Regions from separate parts of the Hordeum vulgare genome. Here all the other regions are linked to region 3. The links are chromatin contacts, called in public Hi-C maps. All regions are on one chromosome and are shown on one strand. The core of a region is the stretch at or near the end of the contact, and the rest is flanking DNA. Distances in the headings are between cores, read along the strand shown.

Region 1 (4,009 bases), core at 1,373-3,872, 310 kb before region 3:
AAATGATAGTATTACCCCGAATTTTGTCTGTAGTACTATGTCTGAATGGCTGTCAGTCAGGATAGGGCCGCCTACTGGGTGGGTATCCGAATTTTGCCGTGTCGTTTGCGACGGCCGCTAACCTCTTGGATGTGCACTTGTGCTGAATGAACAGGATTAAACCCCTACACAAATTAGTGCACTGTAGTACGTACTCTGTTTCGAAATAATTGTGTTTAAAGAAAATTAAACTAGTTCTTTTCCACTATGTACTGTCACCTTGCTTGACAGTGCATGTGCTACTGAATATCACCATGGCGTGACAGCTGATCCCTCGTCTCGCTCGCTGTCATGCTCTCCGACGCGCGAGATATTTTACTCGCCTTTAGCCGCCGGGGAAATTTCCTATTCCACATGATTTATTATCTTTGTCTGGATGGACAGATTCGTCCATTAGAGCAATTTCAATAAAAGGATCTATTTCGTCCGCCGTTGTCCGTTGGGTCGACGCACACACAAAAGGCAGCCTAATCGCGCTGACCCAAACGGACGCATGTCCGGTTTTCGTCCGGGATGACCCATTTCGGTTTATTTTTAAGCCGGATTTGCGTCGGCGCGGACACGTGACGGACCCACGCACGCTCGCCCTCTCCTCCTCCGGGTCTGCTGGTCGGTGGCACATTGACCTCCCTATCCAACCCTCGCCTGCCTCCTTCGTCGCCGACGTCGCCGCTCATTTTTGCCGGCGGCTCTACCAACTGCTGGCGTCTCCACATCCGCCCAGCAACGCCGCCCCACTCCCCCGTCCCCCGTCACCACCGTCTTACCGTTGGGGAGCCGACTGCTTCCCCACTCCCGCACCCCCACCACACAGCTCACCCCGACCAAGAAGTCGCCTCGCCGCCCGGCCAGATCCTCACCGACACGCTTGTCGGACACCGGCCCACTCGTCAGATGCCGACAGGGCAGGTAGCTGGTCCGTGCGCGCCGCGACTCTCTTCGCCGACCGTCTCCTTCATCGACACCCGCAAGCTGTTCGACAGTTTGCCAAGGTACAAAATGGACTCCGCCGACGAGTTCTTTTTTCATAATTTCCTTTGCGAGTTCGACGATTCATCGTCCGATGAGGAGGAGGAGATATTGGCTGCCGTGTTGGTCCATCACCACCTCAACAGCCAGCGACCATTGTTCCGTAGCTCCATTCTGGGCCACCTTCCGGCGTTGAATTGCAACCGAGAGAGCGGGCATTTCCTTCTTTAGAAGGGCTACTTTGATACAACAAACTCGTTGTTCAAACATCAAAAATTCTGCCGTCGTTTTCGTATGAGTAGGCATCTTTTCAACCGTATTAGAGAGGGGGTGGTCGGCTATGATGACTATTTTGAGTGCAAAGAGGATGCCATTGGCAAGATAGTTTTTCCTCTTATCAGAAATGCACTGCCGCCATCCGAATGCTTGCATATGGAATGCCCGGTGATCTCATTGACAAGTACGTCCGTATGAACGAGTGTACTTGCCTAGAGTCCCTGTATAAGTTTCGCAAGGCTGGTATTGTTGTGTTTGACCATGAGTATTTGGGAGAGCCGACTGCTGAAGATACAACCCGTTTGTTGACGATGAATGACAACAGGGGCTTTCCAGGGATGCTTGATAGCATAGACTGCATGCACTGGGAGTGGAAGAACTGCTCTTCTGCTTGGCAAAGGGCAGTATAAGGGCCATGTCAAGGCTTGCACTGTCATACTAGAGGCCGTGGCGTCTGAAGATCTCTGAAATTAACGGTTTTTTTACATGGTCGGATCACACAATGATATCAACGTGCTTCAGCGCTCGGCGGTGTTTTCTAGGCTTGTCGAAGGCAACAACCCACCGATGAATTCTACTGTCAACGGCCACAACTACGACAAAGGATACTACCTGGGCGACGGTATCTATCCTCAGTGAACCACTATTGTCAAGACAATACACAACCCTGCTAATACCTGGAGCACGCAGAAACTATGAGAGGTGATGACTGCTTGTGTGATCATGCATAATATCATCGTAGAAGACGAGCGCCCGGAACGTCTGTACGATCAAGGGTTTCTGTTTCAGTGTGAGAATGTTGTGCTTGAGCACGGTGGAGCGGCAACGTTTAAACAGTTCATCCAATTTCATCAAGACCTGCGTGATTGAAAAACTCACGTGCAACTGCAAAATGATTTGGTTGAGCATATGTGGGCTCGTGTTAGCAACCAATAAATTTATTTTCTTTTATTCGTTTGCAAAACTACATGAGAGCTATGCTATTATTATTCGGCTTGTAATAACTATGCTATTTTATTCGATCTAAATTATGTTTTGATTCAAACTATGCAAAATCATGCACGGTACGACGGTCAGCCGACCACGCCGACACATATGAATCGGCGCATTGGACGCGCTGTCGACCCATATCTAAAACAGAGTAGACGCTAGACAGACGACCGACCCAAACAAACAAAAAACGAACGAAATCGTCGTCCGTTTGGATGGACACACTGAAGTTTGGTGTTATCCGTCCCCAACTGGCATCCCCAGTTTCGTGGGAGCGCGGGCGGAAAATAGCAGGATTTTCGTCGCAGAAACCCCGTCCGTGCCGTGCAGAGCCGAGAGGCAGCGCGAGGAGATAGAGGCGAACCACTAGCAGTCTCAGATCAGAGTCAGACAACCGATAGTCATTGACTTCCACGCCCAGCTCATCCACCTCCCTCCCAATCGGATCCACCCACCTTCCTCGCCCATAACCTCCCTCCCTCCGCCCCGCTGCCGCAGTCCGCTCTCAGCTCCCAACCGCTTCCCAGTTTGACGCCGCCCCCCTCCTCGGTTGTTCCACCAGCTCACTCCCGCCGCCGCTCCCCTCTGTCCGCCCGCCGGCGGAGCTTGCTCTAGGCGTGTGGGGACTGGGACTCTGAGAGCATGGCAGGGAAGGGGGAGGAGGTGTACGTGGCGTCGATCGATCAGGGGACGACCAGCACCAGGTTCATCGTCTACGACCGCCACGCCAGCCCCGTCGCCTCCCACCAGCTCGAGTTCAAGCAGCACTACCCGGAGGCCGGGTAAGCGCGCACCACCACGACCCCTGCTGCCAATTTCGTCGTCTGATCCGTTACGCGTGCCCGTGGAATTTTCGAGGGGCCTGATCGTTCTTTTCGGCTGGTTGGTAGACCCGGACGTATAATTAGGGAATTTCTAGTTAAGCTGTGCCGCCTTTTCGGTTGCCACCATACGCTCCGGATTTGTCCAGTGCGAAAGTACAGCCCCAACTGTTATGTTATGGCATGTCAGTGGTTCAGGAATTCAGGTAGTTTGGCAAGCAAACCGTGCGCTTTTGGTGACTCAGTTGTCAGTTTAGGTGTCATGTGATGTGATGTCACAATTAGGATCATCAAGTGCTTTATGTCTGGAGCTGTACGTACCTTCGTGTCTGTTTATATGCTCCTGTTTATGTCGACCGCCAAACTTCAGGCCGCAAGCTAACTGTTATGTCATCTCATGTCAGTGTTTCAGGTTTGCCCTGTTACTCTGTCCTTTAGTCTCATGACTCGATTGACAATCAGGATCATGCGCTTCCCTTCATTTTTTTCCGATGATCTCAAGATCTTCTAGTAGTGCTTAGTGCTTACATAGCCACCGTATGCACAACAAGCTACTCTACTGAACTTTTGAACAGTACGGTGTATAGTGTTATGAATAGTTTTGGGATATGATAGATAAATATTCCTTGTTTTCCTACAGCACAGGCATGATAGTTGACTTCCTGAGTTAATGAAGTCACGGAAGTCCCAGTCTTGCTTGCTTTACAGGCTATCTAGTAAGTTATTTAGATGCGAGTGAGACTGCGCACTGGCACCTCTTTTCTTATATTAAGAGTTGCTGTGATGCTGTCTTCTAAAATGAGTTGTTGTCTGGAGTACGTAAACCTATGGCCCAGATGGATTGGGTGGCTACTGGAGGATAACATTTCCATGCTTCACAATTACAAAAGGGAGTTGTTAAGGATTGAGGTTTT
Region 2 (3,764 bases), core at 991-3,490, 290 kb before region 3:
TTCACGGGCCCCTTTGGAGCCTGGCCGGACCCGCAGGACTGGTATGCCTATGCTGCTGCATCCGGTCAGCTACTACCTCGGTGGTGGAGGTGAGGTCGGTCCCTCCCGCGTGTCTACGATACTGCTGCTCCTGATTTCCGGGATGGTTGCATCTCTTTCCTTCGGGCCTCGCGTATTTGCTTCGGGAGGACGACGTGGAACGCTTCTAGATAGTGTTGGCGCGGGATGGTGGTCGGTATGGTGGCGGGTTCCGGCGCGTCCGAGGTGAATGTTGGGATCGGGAGAAATCCCTGTCGGCCAGGCCGACACCGACGCGGTGGCGCCTGAGGGTGCCGCCGGACCTTCCTGGAGGGCGTCGGGGCTACCCTTTCCTTCTCCTCGTCGAGTACCGATGAAAACCCTTGGCAACGGCGTCGTCATCATCGCGTCCCTTGTTGGAGGTGTTGATTGGTACGGGCGCTTCGGAGTCTAGGAGCTTGGTGGGAGAATTTCGGTGGGAGCAACGGTCGCGAGGCTTCTCCGTTTTTTGTTGCCTCGTCGTTGTCGGCATTTGTTCCTTTTGTATTTTCTCTTTAGCTCTTTTTTAACGTGAATGTGCTGCTTTCGGTCCAGCACTATCGTTGGTTGTATTGGTGTCGGTTACTTTGGAATACAAAACGGAGGAAAGCCCTTTTTCATCGAAGGCATGTGTGTACTCTGACGTGTGTACCAAGGTCAGGTGGTGTATCAGTAAACCCTGTTTGTCAAACGGATTAACTGTATGATCTGCATTACTTCTGTGGGTTTGTTCTTTCTTTTCCTAGCCCTGCGTGTGTGTGGGAAGCTAATATTATCTCAGTTACAGGTCATAACTCATAACTGAGAAGCTAATATTATCTCAGATATTTAGCACACTGTTTTGCCCATGCACATCCTTGTGTCCAGGCAGAATACATCATATATAATTTGGAAGATATCATAGCGGGGAACACAACAATTTGTAGCCAGTAGTGGTGTACTTATTCGCCTTGCATACTCTGCTTTATTACAATGAGCACATACAGGCTCTAGCAAGATAGTTTGCAGAGAACTACATGCCACTTCATAGCTTTAAGGAAGGAGGAAGAGGTGTTGGCCTTGCTAAGGGACGCTGAAAGAACCATCCCTTCTCCTCAGTGAAGCCAGAGGATGCAGGTGCACCATTCCCAGCTGGTGCTGCAATTTATCATGAACAAAAATTAATTGAAGCAATCGTTAAAATCTGACCAAGTATTCGTATTACGTATGCAAGAAGAGACTGGATCTCCCTTTGTTTCAACTTTCAAGGAAATGAAAGCGAAGCGCAGGGTGGAAAGAAACAAATAGATCGCTTCCTATGAAATTTTTTACGTTTAGTGTTGCCATAAAAAGTTTGCAAATTTTTGTACCTACAGAAATAACACATGTAAATGAAGAACAAGTTTTCTTTTTCTCTCTGAACCGTAGAATGAGATTGAAAATACATAGCAAGAACGACTGCGTTCAAGTTTACGTTTGAAGGTCTTACCCGGCGCAGCAGCTTGACGTGCCAAGTCTTTTGGACGATCTGGCGGTGTCGTCTGGCCCATCACAACTGGGAGATGTCCATGGGTGAGGACCAGAACGATAGCCAGCATTGCGAACACCTTAGCGGCCATGGTTTGGGCTCTGTCACTCCACTACTGAAAGAAGCTTTTGTTGGGTGAAATGAAACTGGGATGCTGCTTGCTATATAACAGACGCCAATGTGACAGGCTCACGTTCGGCCGTCGCGCCCAAGAAGGCAAATATATCTTGTAGAGTCCACTAGGCCATCTCAGCATCTTGCAATGCTGGAAATTAAGTAGACTATTCAACAATGGAGAAATCAGTGCGTCCTATATATGCTAAAGGGTGCCAAACCAAACTGCCCACCCGACATGAGTTCGGCCATCGACATGGATTAACATGTGCGAGGTGCTAGCTTATGTAATAAAAGTTTTGGCGCATAGGTCACCGACGTGTCGACCACTCGCCATACAATTTTATTTTATTTAGACACAAACTGCTTCGTTCAGATAAGAACAATACTAATGCAGTTTTACAAAACAGACTTTGCAAGATAGAAAAGTAAAACCCTAACATCGACGAGTTGCCATATGGACGAGAAGCACCCACACCAAGAATATCATTGCACCACAAAACCATCCGCGTCGCCATGATAACTCCACCAAGAATCCTCCCTGAAATTTTCTAAGCCGCTTGAGCCACCCGGCTGTCCATATCGACCGATGAATTCACCTTGGACGTGACAGCAAAATCCCTACCAGTGGTTGCGGGAAAGATCTAAAACCGATGAATGCATGTCCCTCCCGATGGTTTCGGGAGACATTTTTTTTTTTTGCCAACGGAGATCTCGTTGAGTCAATGTCACACAATTTTAGTAGGTCCATAATGTGAGAAGCAAAGTCTTATATTTAGGACGTGTTTATCTGCGAACGTTGTTGGGGCGAATTGCCAGTGAACACTCCCCTGCCCAAGCCAAAATAACGAAAATTGTCATGCGTTTTTGAGGGAAATGACATGCACAGAACGGGAAACTGCCATGTATAGAAAAGAACCAGCAGCGGTTTCTTTTTAAAATAAATCTATCTATACGTTTGTGGTCGTTCGATGGAACTGTCTTCCCAGCGAACGTTCGCCAATTAGCATTTTTGTATATTTCTACATGGGCTTAAGAAATAGGTTGATATTCTTTTTGGCTTAGGTTGTGCCACACGCTAGCAGTTGATAATTTATGGATGTTATTCTGAAATCGGCTGTATCTGGCCTATTGCAAGATAGACTTACACCTCGCCTCAATGAGACTATGTAATGGGTGGGTCCGGTAGTATTATGTTTCTTTTTTTATTTGTTTATAGTAAAAATAAATTTCAAAATAATTTACTTTAATTTCTCAAAATAAATATTGAACAAATATTCATGACATGTGAAGAATTGTTCGTGCAATTTGAAAAATGGTTCATACCATTCAACAAACGTTCGTGCCAACTAAACAAAAGTACACACATTTAAAAGTATTTTTTTAACGTTTGTAAAAATGTGAAAAGATCTTCTCCCTCATTGCCCCGCACAGCCGCACTCAAACACTGAGGAGACCTGGTCTTTGGCTCTCAAACAAGGGTGAGGTGCATCGAATCCAAAAAAAAAGGAAAGGAGACTTAGGCTGGTTGTAATGGGGAGTATCATATAGTAGTATCATGCATATGATACTAGTGTATGATACTACACCCGTAATGCATAGTATCATATGTTATTATCATATGATATTTCATTTATTGTCATGCATGACACGTAGTAGCACAACATTTAATATGATACGATATCATAATATGATACTCAACCTCTCTTTCTTCATTTAATTCTATGACACCTCATCAAAATTGCCTAGTTGGCATGCATGATACTACATATGATACTACCATTACGACCAACCTTACGAGCGGTGCCTTTCTAGCCATGTACCGACGTTTGCTCTTCACCAATGAAGTGCTCCGGACACCAATGTCGAAAACATCTCCAAGCCCCTCCCCCCCACCCACCATTTTCTCTCCCTCTCAGGGGGTGTTTGTTTACAGGGACTTTTGATGTAGGGACTAAAAAAGTCTCTTTTAGTCCCATCTAAACCAAACAGAAGGGACTTTTAGGGACTAAAAGTGAGCATTTGGGACTAAAGAAAGAAGTCCCTGAGGCCTCGTTTGGCAAGGGGGAATTGAGGAGGTTTCGAG
Region 3 (3,449 bases), core at 299-2,798:
AATGATGTTTTTGCTACAACCTGTTGTAGACCTATGCTACAATCGATGACAGAAAATGCTACAACCAAACGACCACGCTATAACCAACGAAATTGTTTTTGCTAGAGTGTGTAAGGTCAATTTTGTTACAATTGAGGCATTTTTTGTTGCAAACATTGCCGACATTTGTTACTATCGGCCGAATTGCTGCGACGACGAAGATTACTAATCAGGGCCCTTTAGGGGGTGTTTGTTTCCATGGACTTTTTGGGTGTAGGGACTAAAAAAGTCCCTTTTAGTCCCATGTGAAACAAATAAGAGAAACTTTTAGGGACTAAAAGGGGATATTTGGGACTAAAGGAAGAAGTCGAGGGTCTTTTTGAGAATTTTTTGGCACTTTTTCCAATAGTGTCCCTACTTTTAGCATGTCATTTAATAACTTCTAGTACATTACTAGGGGTAACATGGTCTTTTGCATGTCATTTAATGAGCTCTAGTCCCTGTTTAGTCCATGAAAACAAATGGGTAGGGACTATGGACTTTTTAGTTGGGGCTAAAAAAAGTCATGAGACTTCTGAAACAAACAGGGCCTTAAACACATCAGATTGGACGCTGGACAGCCGATCGGACGAAAGTTTCGGCGGGCACTCTGAGAGATCAGTGCCCCCATGGCAAGCGCAGTCGGTACTTGCGTTCGTTTGCCTCGCGGTTGGAGTTGCCATACACTGCCGAGAACCTAATCAGATCGTGATCCCTGCGGTGCACGAGTAGCGCCTCCCCCGCCCCGACCCAAAGCGACCCACACATCAGATTGGACGCTGGACAACCGACCGGACGAAAGTTTCGACGGGCACCCCGAGAGATCAGTGCCCCCATGGCAAGCGCGGTCGGTACTTGCGTTCGTTTGCCTCGCCGTTGGAGTTGACACACACTGCCGAGAACCTAATCGATCCTTGCGGTGCACGAGTAGCGCCTCCCCCGCCCCGACCCAAAGCGACGCACGCATCAGATTGGACGCTAGACAGCCGACCGGATGAAAGTTTCGGCGGGCACCCCGAGAGATCAGTGCCCCCATGGCAACGCAGTCGGTACTTGCGTTCGTTTGCCTCGCCGTTGGAGTTACCACACACTGCCGAGAACCTAATCTATCCTTGCGGTGCACGAGTAGCGCGTCCCCCGCCCCGACCCAGAGCAACCCACACATCAGATTGGACGATGGACAGCCAAAAAGAAAGTTTCGACGGGCACCCCGAAAAATCAGTGCCCCATGACAACGCAGTCCGTACTTGCGTTCGTTTGCCTCGCCGTTGGAGTTGCCACACACTGCCGAGAACCTAATCGATCCGTGCGGTGCACGAGTAGCAGCGCCTCCCCCGCCCCGACCAGAGCGACCCACCCATGGCTCCGCTCTGACTCCATCTCCATGATCCACACCATCCATCTCCACCGCCGCCACCATCCCCACCCCCACCCCCACCTCACCCCGCACCGCCCAAGCCGCCACTCCACCCCCCGTCCCCACTCCCCACCGCCCAAGCCGCCACTCCACCGCCGCCCCCTCCATCCCCGATGACCACCCCATCCGCGCCGCCGCCCTGCGCGCACCTCGCCGCGCACCGGCTAACCTCGCGCCCGCTCCGCTTCCTCCGGCGGTGCCTGCGCGTGCGCCCGCTGGGCCGGCCCGAGATCCGCCGCGACGCGCGCGAGGTGCCCCGATGCTCCCCCTGCCCGGCCTCTTCCCAGCCCCCGCCCCGCCTCTACGCCTGCCTCACCTGCGCCACCGTCTTCTGCCCCTCGCACGCCGCCTCCCACGCCGCGTCCGCGCCCGCCCCGGGCCACCAGATCGCCGTCGACGTCGACCGCGCCGAGCTCTTCTGCGCCGCCTGCGGGGACCAGGTCTACGACCCAGACTTCGACCACGCCGTCGTCCTCGCCCAGTCCACGGCGCTCCACCCCCCGTCCGCCTCCGCCTCGCCACCGTCCGCGTCCGCATCCCCCGCCGCGCCCCGCAAGCGCCGGCGCGTCGACTACCGCGCCTGGGCGCCAGATCCGGCCGAGGTCGCGCTCGTGCGATCCGCCGATCCCACCACCTCCGCGTCCGCCGCCGAGCCGGCGGGCCTGCGCGGGCTCAACAACCTCGGCAACACCTGCTTCATGAACTCCGTGCTGCAGGCGCTCCTCCACGCGCCGCCGCTCCGGAACTACTTCCTCGGGGATCGCCACAACCGCTTCCTCTGCCCGCGCCGCACGCCCATGAGGCACCGTACCACGGATGCCGAGGCCAAGGCCGCGTGCCTCGCGTGCGATCTCGACGAGATCTACTCTGCCACCTTCTCGGGGGAGCGCACGCCATACAGCCCCGCCAAGTTCCTCTATAGGTCCGGATCTCGAGCTCTATTTGCATTGGTTGATGTCGGAGTGTGATTTTGTATTGCGGAAGTTAAGCCCTTAGTTAAATGGCTGTTTGAAGTACTGTTAGCTATGGGCAGTGGCTTGTTTGAGACAACTAGATTGTATAGTCTCCTGCAAATTATAGTGCGCTATTGCCACACAACTGTTTGAAGTTAGATCATGCAGATTGCAGGAATACTTAATATGAATCGAATGATACTACAAAAGATATTTGTAGCTAAAAGGGACAAAGTCTGCTCAGTGTGTATTGCTACAGAAGGAAAATGGTTGCGTAGCATGTATATGGCCTGTTTGATGAAATGCCCTCGTATATAGAGCATATATAGCAATGCCTTCTTATGATTGTGCAAGTACTTTTGGCATGCCTACCTAATAAATGGTCGCTGAACTGTAATTATTGGTCAGGTGATAACATGCATGAGCACCTGTTAGTTCCTGTCAAGTCACTTGTTTGACTGGTTGTGAAGCATGCACGCTCTCTATTGCTGTATTCTTTTGATTTTTCCTTCGTTTAAGTCTATGCTTTTGGGTAGGCAAGTATATAGCATCTGTGGTAGGCCCATAAGTATTGCTAGTCTTGTTGATACTTTGCCAGGGCCTACCAAAAGTTTCTTATTTCCTTGGGAACCAACTGTTTATATTTTATACCTTTGCTTCACACAACATGTGTGTGCTATGTCTTATAGCTATTTTAAAACTATTGTCATCATAGGGAGAAATACTGCAACACTTCTTAAGCTGAAGTTAATTTTTTAAACAGTAATTCATGTTTGTAAGAACTAAGCAGTTACCTTGTCTTTTTGCTGCTGATATTGTTTGATGAACATGGGCTTGCACAGGAAATATGATGCACTACTTGTTTCTTCTGGTTTATGAAAGAAAGTACTTGATTTCCTTCTGATTACTATCGTTCTGGATTCTTAGCTGGTGGCAGCATGCAACAAACCTTGCAAGCTACGAGCAACAGGACGCACATGAATTTTTTATCTCCATCCTTGACCATATTCATGAAAATATAAAGGATGATCAGCCTAAATCACATGAACAAGGTAGTTAGC

What was found. Hi-C and Micro-C count contacts between places; a contact is called where the count stands out from the background.
Region 1: a Hi-C map of seedling shows a contact between it and region 3, with 4 times the contacts expected there. The contact joins the promoter of LOC123428161 here to the promoter of LOC123428162 in region 3. A contact is called at or near these places in 2 of 6 Hi-C or Micro-C datasets (leaf and seedling) and 1 of 1 datasets of contacts at active chromatin or transcription factors (embryo).
Region 2: a Hi-C map of leaf shows a contact between it and region 3, with 5 times the contacts expected there. The contact joins the enhancer-like site here to the promoter of LOC123428162 in region 3. A contact is called at or near these places in 1 of 6 Hi-C or Micro-C datasets (leaf) and 1 of 1 datasets of contacts at active chromatin or transcription factors (embryo).

What each region holds. Positions count from the first base shown.
Region 1 is chr2H:636,271,013-636,275,021 of MorexV3_pseudomolecules_assembly, forward strand. It overlaps LOC123428161 (glycerol kinase), which reads left to right and starts at 2,623. Exons shown (of 4, transcript XM_045112329.1): 1 at 2,623-3,056. The coding sequence starts at 2,917.
Region 2 is chr2H:636,292,156-636,295,919 of MorexV3_pseudomolecules_assembly, forward strand. No RefSeq gene overlaps it. Among protein-coding and RNA genes, the nearest start is that of LOC123428161, 20 kb to the left of the region's middle. Within about 2 kb of position 2,241, at least 1 of the 3 cell types and tissues checked has open chromatin away from gene starts, as enhancers often do. A contact at or near this core is called in leaf, where this site is marked.
Region 3 is chr2H:636,583,613-636,587,061 of MorexV3_pseudomolecules_assembly, forward strand. LOC123428162 (ubiquitin C-terminal hydrolase 22) reads left to right here and starts at 1,549. Exons shown (of 3, transcript XM_045112330.1): 1 at 1,549-2,357; 2 at 3,316-3,440. The coding sequence starts at 1,549.